2 separate regions of the Sus scrofa genome follow, and region 2 is linked to region 1. The links are chromatin contacts, called in public Hi-C maps. All regions are on one chromosome and are shown on one strand. Each heading gives the region's core, a stretch centred on a gene start, on an enhancer-like site or on the middle of the called end of the contact. The rest is flanking DNA. Distances are from core to core; before and after follow the strand shown. Region 1 holds the start of ZNFX1 (NFX1-type zinc finger-containing protein 1). Region 2 holds the start of LOC100524118 (somatomedin-B and thrombospondin type-1 domain-containing protein-like).

What was found. A called contact is a pair of places that touch in the nucleus more often than the background predicts.
Region 2: a contact with region 1 is called in a Hi-C map of embryonic fibroblasts, with 2.5 times the contacts expected there. The contact joins the promoter of LOC100524118 here to the promoter of ZNFX1 in region 1. A contact is called at or near these places in 15 of 47 Hi-C or Micro-C datasets (brain, embryonic fibroblasts, epiblast stem cells and 8 more) and 1 of 2 datasets of contacts at active chromatin or transcription factors (skeletal muscle).

Annotation. Positions count from the first base shown.
Region 1 is chr17:50,957,323-50,960,097 of Sscrofa11.1, forward strand. It overlaps ZNFX1 (NFX1-type zinc finger-containing protein 1), which reads right to left and starts at 1,400. Exons shown (of 14, transcript XM_021077518.1): 1 at 944-1,400. LOC100627868 (a long non-coding RNA gene) reads left to right here and starts at 1,519. Exons shown (of 5, transcript XR_300503.3): 1 at 1,519-1,667; 2 at 1,993-2,102. LOC106506050 (a long non-coding RNA gene) reads right to left here. Exons shown (of 3, transcript XR_002339902.1): 3 at 2,079-2,170.
Region 2 is chr17:51,002,864-51,005,638 of Sscrofa11.1, forward strand. LOC100524118 (somatomedin-B and thrombospondin type-1 domain-containing protein-like) reads left to right here and starts at 1,424. Exons shown (of 3, transcript XM_021077519.1): 1 at 1,424-2,775. The region is part of intron 2 of LOC106506050 (a long non-coding RNA gene); the gene reads right to left.

The DNA of each region.
Region 1 (2,775 bases), core at 150-2,649:
GGAACAGGAAATGTTATACACACACACACAAAAGCAGACTGGAGTGGGTTGCTTTGGGAATCAAGGCCTAAATGAGCAGGATGAAGAAAATCAGTGATGGTCAGGCTGGCAGAGGAGTTAAATTAGAGAGGAATGTTAATCACCAGGGTGAGATGAAAGAGGTTAGAGCTGGGTTTCAGGGGGAAGTCTCCAGGGTCCTGAGAGAGTCTAAGAAAAAATGGAGGAGTCTCTGGCACCCAGGAGCCCAGTAGGTCCTGATAATGATATTTTAGGGTCAAGGGAGAGCCAGGGCTGTGTGGGGACATGAAGAAGGTGCCAAGGCAAGGCTGAAGAGGAGAGCGGCAGAGAGGTGGGGGAGAGTGGAGGAGATCTGGGGGCCTCAAGAAAAGTGTGGGGCTGAACTCAACTAGGGGTTGCTTGCTGAAGTGAGGGGGGACCTGGAAATAGGGATGGGAGCGGAGGGTGCTTCTAGAAGATGGGGGATGAGGGATGAATGAGGCGACGGGAGGATGAAGGAAGACGAAGAGGGTGCTGTGACAAAAAGTGAGAGCCGAGATGGGGGGAACAGAAAAACTAGATGAAGAGAGCGGAGGAGGGCTCTGGGGGCAGAGGAGGTGAAGGGGGCGCTGCGGGGGTACCAGGGGTGCCGAGGCGGGACAGAGACGGGTGATGGAGGCGATGGGCAATGAGGAGGGGATGGGGTGCTGAGGGGCGCTGAGGACAGGGGACAGGTACTCAAGTGGATAGAGGGGACGCTGAGAAGTGATGAGGGCTGAGAGGGGGTGACGGGTGCCGAAGAGGGTGATGGGGACGCGGGGGCTGAGGCGGCGGCGGGAGCGCTGAGGCGGGCGCCAGGGCAAAAGTGGCGACAGTGGCAGGGTGGCGCGGCCGCCGGGGACCCGGAGCAAGTGTGGGGCCAGGGCTCGGGGCAGGGGTCACTCACCCAGCTCCGATACGTCCGCACTCCACCACTGCCGCCGCGGACTGGCGCTCGGACTCGGGCCCTGGATGGTCCGCGGCCCCGCCCGGAGCCTCGCACTTTCGGTTTCCTTTCTCCCCAGACACTCGGCGGAGCTGGGGGCCGGCCCGGAGGAGGAACACGAGAAGGAGGGGCCCTGGCCCTGGCCCAGCCGGCGCCCCCGCCCTCAGGCGGGGCAGGGGCAGGCAGACGCTCGGGCGTCGCCTCAGCTCCCCCAGGCGGCGGGGCCCGTGGGCTCCGCCGGGAGCCGCTGAGGGGAGGGGACTGCAGGAGGCGGGTTAACAGCAACCAAGGCCGTCGCAAGCCTCAACGGTCCCAGAAGGAGGGGGGAGCCGGCGGACGGCTTGTTGCGTGTGAAGCGCGACATGGCGGCGAGGCCGACCAGCCCGAGTGGCCTCGTGTATGCAGAGAAGGGGCGGGGCTAGAGCGGTCTCGACCTCCAGTAGACTTGCCTCCGGCAGGGCCGCGCGGAGACTACATTTCCCAGAGGGTGCTGCGCGTCGCGGAAAGGAGGGGGAGGAAGCACTTTGACTCCAGTGCGCAGGCGTGAGAGTCTCCTCAGGCTATTTAAGCGAGGCTCGAGTGTTTCGCGTTCTTTCGCTTCTGCGGCGCTCGTCGGAACCTTTGTCTCTCTGTTCCTCTTCTGATGGCGTTCTACCCTGGGAACGTGGGTGTGCTACTCCATGTGGTGAGTGAGATAAAGGTATCTTTGTCTTTGTGTGGTTGCTTTTGCCGTCCTCTTCTTGGGTCCCCCTTGTTTTGATATAGGTCATAGGCCCACTAAGGGAGATAAATTAAAGCTGGAGAAACTCGCTCCATGTGCTCGGGCCTGTGGGTGGAGCCCGTGGCTGGTGTAAATGATGACTTTACTTTTTTCCCCATCAGATCGACAATGCTGATGTTTTTGAGTACTTGCCAGTTAATTCTGATACACTAGCCACAAAAGGCCCTGCCACGTTCTTTTTTTCCTAACTCTGGAAAGATGGCGATTGATGACCTTGCTTTGTTCGCAGGTTTGCATGATCAGAGACTGCAGGATGGATCTCGGAGAAGACGACTCCTGCTGGGCCTCTAAGGCAACCATGTATAGACATCCACAATCTTCAGTCTCCTGATCTCTGGGGTAAGCGTTTGTATTTTGGCCCGTTGTAGGAAATGCGTGTTTTAAAGAACTTTAGTTTGATAGATGACCTTGGAGAGAAAAAGGGAAGTTAAGGACAGCAAATAAGCACAAAGGTGGAGGTTACCTACGTGGGGTCCAGAAGGATGTGGTTTTGTCCTATTGGCCTTACCCAGTTACCTATGTCATCAGTCCTCGCCATGGTTTTTTTGCCCTTTTCTTCCTGCAAGATTAAGTCACCATTCCTCACATCCCTTTGCTATCAGTTGAGGAGTGGGTTAAAGATTCATGTCCAGGAGTTCCCGTCGTGGCGCAGTGGTTAACGAATCCGACTAGGAACCATGAGGTTGCGGGTTCGGTCCCTGCCCTTGCTCAGTGGGTTAATGATCTGGCGTTGCCGTGAGCTGTGGTGTAGGTTGCAGACACGGCTCGGATCCCGCGTTGCTGTGGCTCTGGCGTAGGCCGGTGGCTACAGCTCCGATTCAACCCCTAGCCTGGGAACCTCCATATGCCGCGGGAGCGGCCCAAGAAATAGCAACAACAACAACAGACAAAAAGACAAAAGACAAAAAAAAAAAAAGATTCATGTCCAGCTAGGCGTAGGTATACTCCCTATAGTAGACAAGGCCTTTGGGGATGTTAATCCCTGGAGCCCTTTAGCCAAATATTAATCAGT
Region 2 (2,775 bases), core at 174-2,673, 46 kb after region 1:
CTCCTTCAGTAGTCACTGACTCCTTACTTACTGGGTCCTTTGTGTCTGGCACTGTATTTGTCCCTGGGATTCTACAGAGTACAAGACCCTTGCTGCTGAAGGGCTGACATTCTAGTTGAGGAGGCTGGCAGGATATGAATAATCATGTGGGTGTGCGAATATTGCCACCCTAGGTCTAGGTGAGGTGTGATGACAGTTCCTGGGGGTGTCAGCTGTGCATGCTGCTTGGTGACATCACAGATGCCAGCGGCCTGGAACGAATATGTTTAGGGTGCCATCTGCCTAATTTTCTGCAGAATCTCTCATCTGCCTGGTGGAGGATACGGCAGGACTTTGGTGCTTCCCCTTGGCCCAGCTTCCCGGCCAGTGCCTGGATCTGGTCTGCAGCCTCCCTGCCTGGTTATCCAGCCACTCTACGAACACTTCCTTTGACACAAAACTCACTTTTCCTAGGTTTTTCTATTGCAGATTATACTCTTTGCATGGACAGCTGCAGTAGCTGTCTTGCTGGTTTCCCTGCTCCTACCCTGACCTCCACCCAGTGGCTACAAACATCTGGTTAAAACCTTAAATGTGATGATGTCACTTCTCTGCTCAGAACCTGGTAGTGGCTTTTTTTCGTGCTTAGAATAAAATCCAGCTTCCTTACAATAGTCATCAAGGCTCTGAATCCCATCACTGCTGGCTTCTTTCTCTCTGATGTCACCTCCTGCCACTTTCCTTCCTGCTTTGTATGCTCTAGCCACACTGGCCTCCTCACTGTCCCTCCAGCATCTAACCTGGACCCTGCCCCCAGGCCTGTTCCCTCTGCCTGGAACATGTCCCCATCAGATACATACACACCTCCCCTTTGCCTCCTCAGATGTCCTTTGTCACAGAGCCACCCCCCCCACCCCATCCCCTCTAAAACAGTTTCCTGTCACCCTACCCCTGCCACTCTTATCCTGCTTTGGATTTTCTCAGAGCATGGATCACTAGTTGAAATCACATCATCTATTGTATTGTTTCTTGTCTTCCCCACCGAGAATGTCAGCTCCTCCAGGGCAAGGGCCTTTCCTACTTTGCTCCCCTGTAATCCCATCACCCGGGGCAGCGCTTCGCACAAAGTATAGGCCCTGAGTCGTTGCCGAGTAAGTGTACAGAGATCCCTGCACTATTGCGCATTTACTATCTTCTCAGAGCTTCGCATCTGTCCTGGGACAGTGGACTTGGAGGAAGAAGCTGGAGGTCTCAAAGGCCACATCCTCAGGGAGTGCCCGTCGTGGCGCAGCGGAAATCAATCTGACTAGTAACCATGAGGACTCAGGTTCGATCCCTGGCCTCGCTCAGTGGGTTAAGGATCCGGCGTTGCCGTGAGCTGTGGTGTAGGTTGCAGACTCGGCTCGGATCTGGCGTTGCTGCGGTGTAGGCTGGTGGCTATAGCTCTGATTTGACCCCTAACCTGGAAACTTCCATATGTGGCGGGTGCGGCCCTAAAAAAAAGGCTGCATCATCAGAAAGTACCTATTCACTGGGCCCCTGAATATGGTGGGCACGGGGAGCACCTCATGGATGTGGAGCCCCCCACCCTCTTTTATTAAGATGAAATATTTTAGACATACCCCAATGTAGAGAGATCAGCACAACAATAATGTAACATGAAAAGCGAAGAAATGAGTCTTAATGGATACCACTGGGGCTTCTGCATGCTTTTCCTTTCTCCTCAGATTTAACTGCCGTGCTGAATTTGGTATTTATAACTTCTGCTGATATATATACATATATATATATATATTCAACATCTATAAAATATGTACAGTCAGTTCTCACGATTTATGGTAGTTAAACTCATGAATACCGAATTGACAAATACTGAGCCATTGCTCCGTTGCTCCTCGGGGACATATATGCAAACATATCTCGCATAGAGTATAATCTTAAATCCTAAAAACACCTCATTCTGGTAGATTCTATTTTATTTTACAAAAGAGAAAAATGAGGAGTTCCCTGATGGCCTAGAGATTAAGGATCCAGTGTTGTCACTGCTTGGCTCGGGTTTGATCCCTAGCCGGGAATTTCTGCATGCCACAGGCTTGGCCAGAAAAAGAAATCACCCAGAGGAGAAAAATAAGATTTGGAGACGTTAAGTGACTGGCCTGGGGCTGCCCCACTAACAGGTGCCAGAGTTAGAATTCAAAGCCAGTCCTCCTGGTCCCGGAGCCCAGGATCCTTGAACTGAACCACGCTGCCACCGGCCGCCTCCCTCCAGCAAGGCAGATGGGGCCTTGTTTGACCTTAGCTGTGAACATGCATGTCGGATGACTCAAAATTGTTATTGTTTTGCATATGTCTGCACATGACTGCAGAAGTGCCTCAAATGTTGGTTTGGGGGTTACAAATCAATTTTAGCAAATAGGTGAACTCGCAAAGACTGAAGATTGACATGGGTACGTGCATACATATACATACAGATATACACTTAGGTATATAGACAATATATATGATACATATGTATATAGTATCATATATATAATGTATATTACCTGTCCTAATTCTTAAACACTGTATAGCACTTTTTGCAGTCTTTAAAACTGTGCTAAATAGTATCACACCAGAAATAGCTTCTGCAAGAGGCTTCTTTCCATCCCCATTGTTGCTAGTGGAGCTGTGGTTTCACTGCTGCAGAGGAATAGCTAGTGTTTACTGAGCACCTACTATGCGCATGGGCAATTACGCTTTATATGTCACATCGGGTTGAAGCCTCAAGGCCACTCCGTCAGGTGAATACTGTTCTTA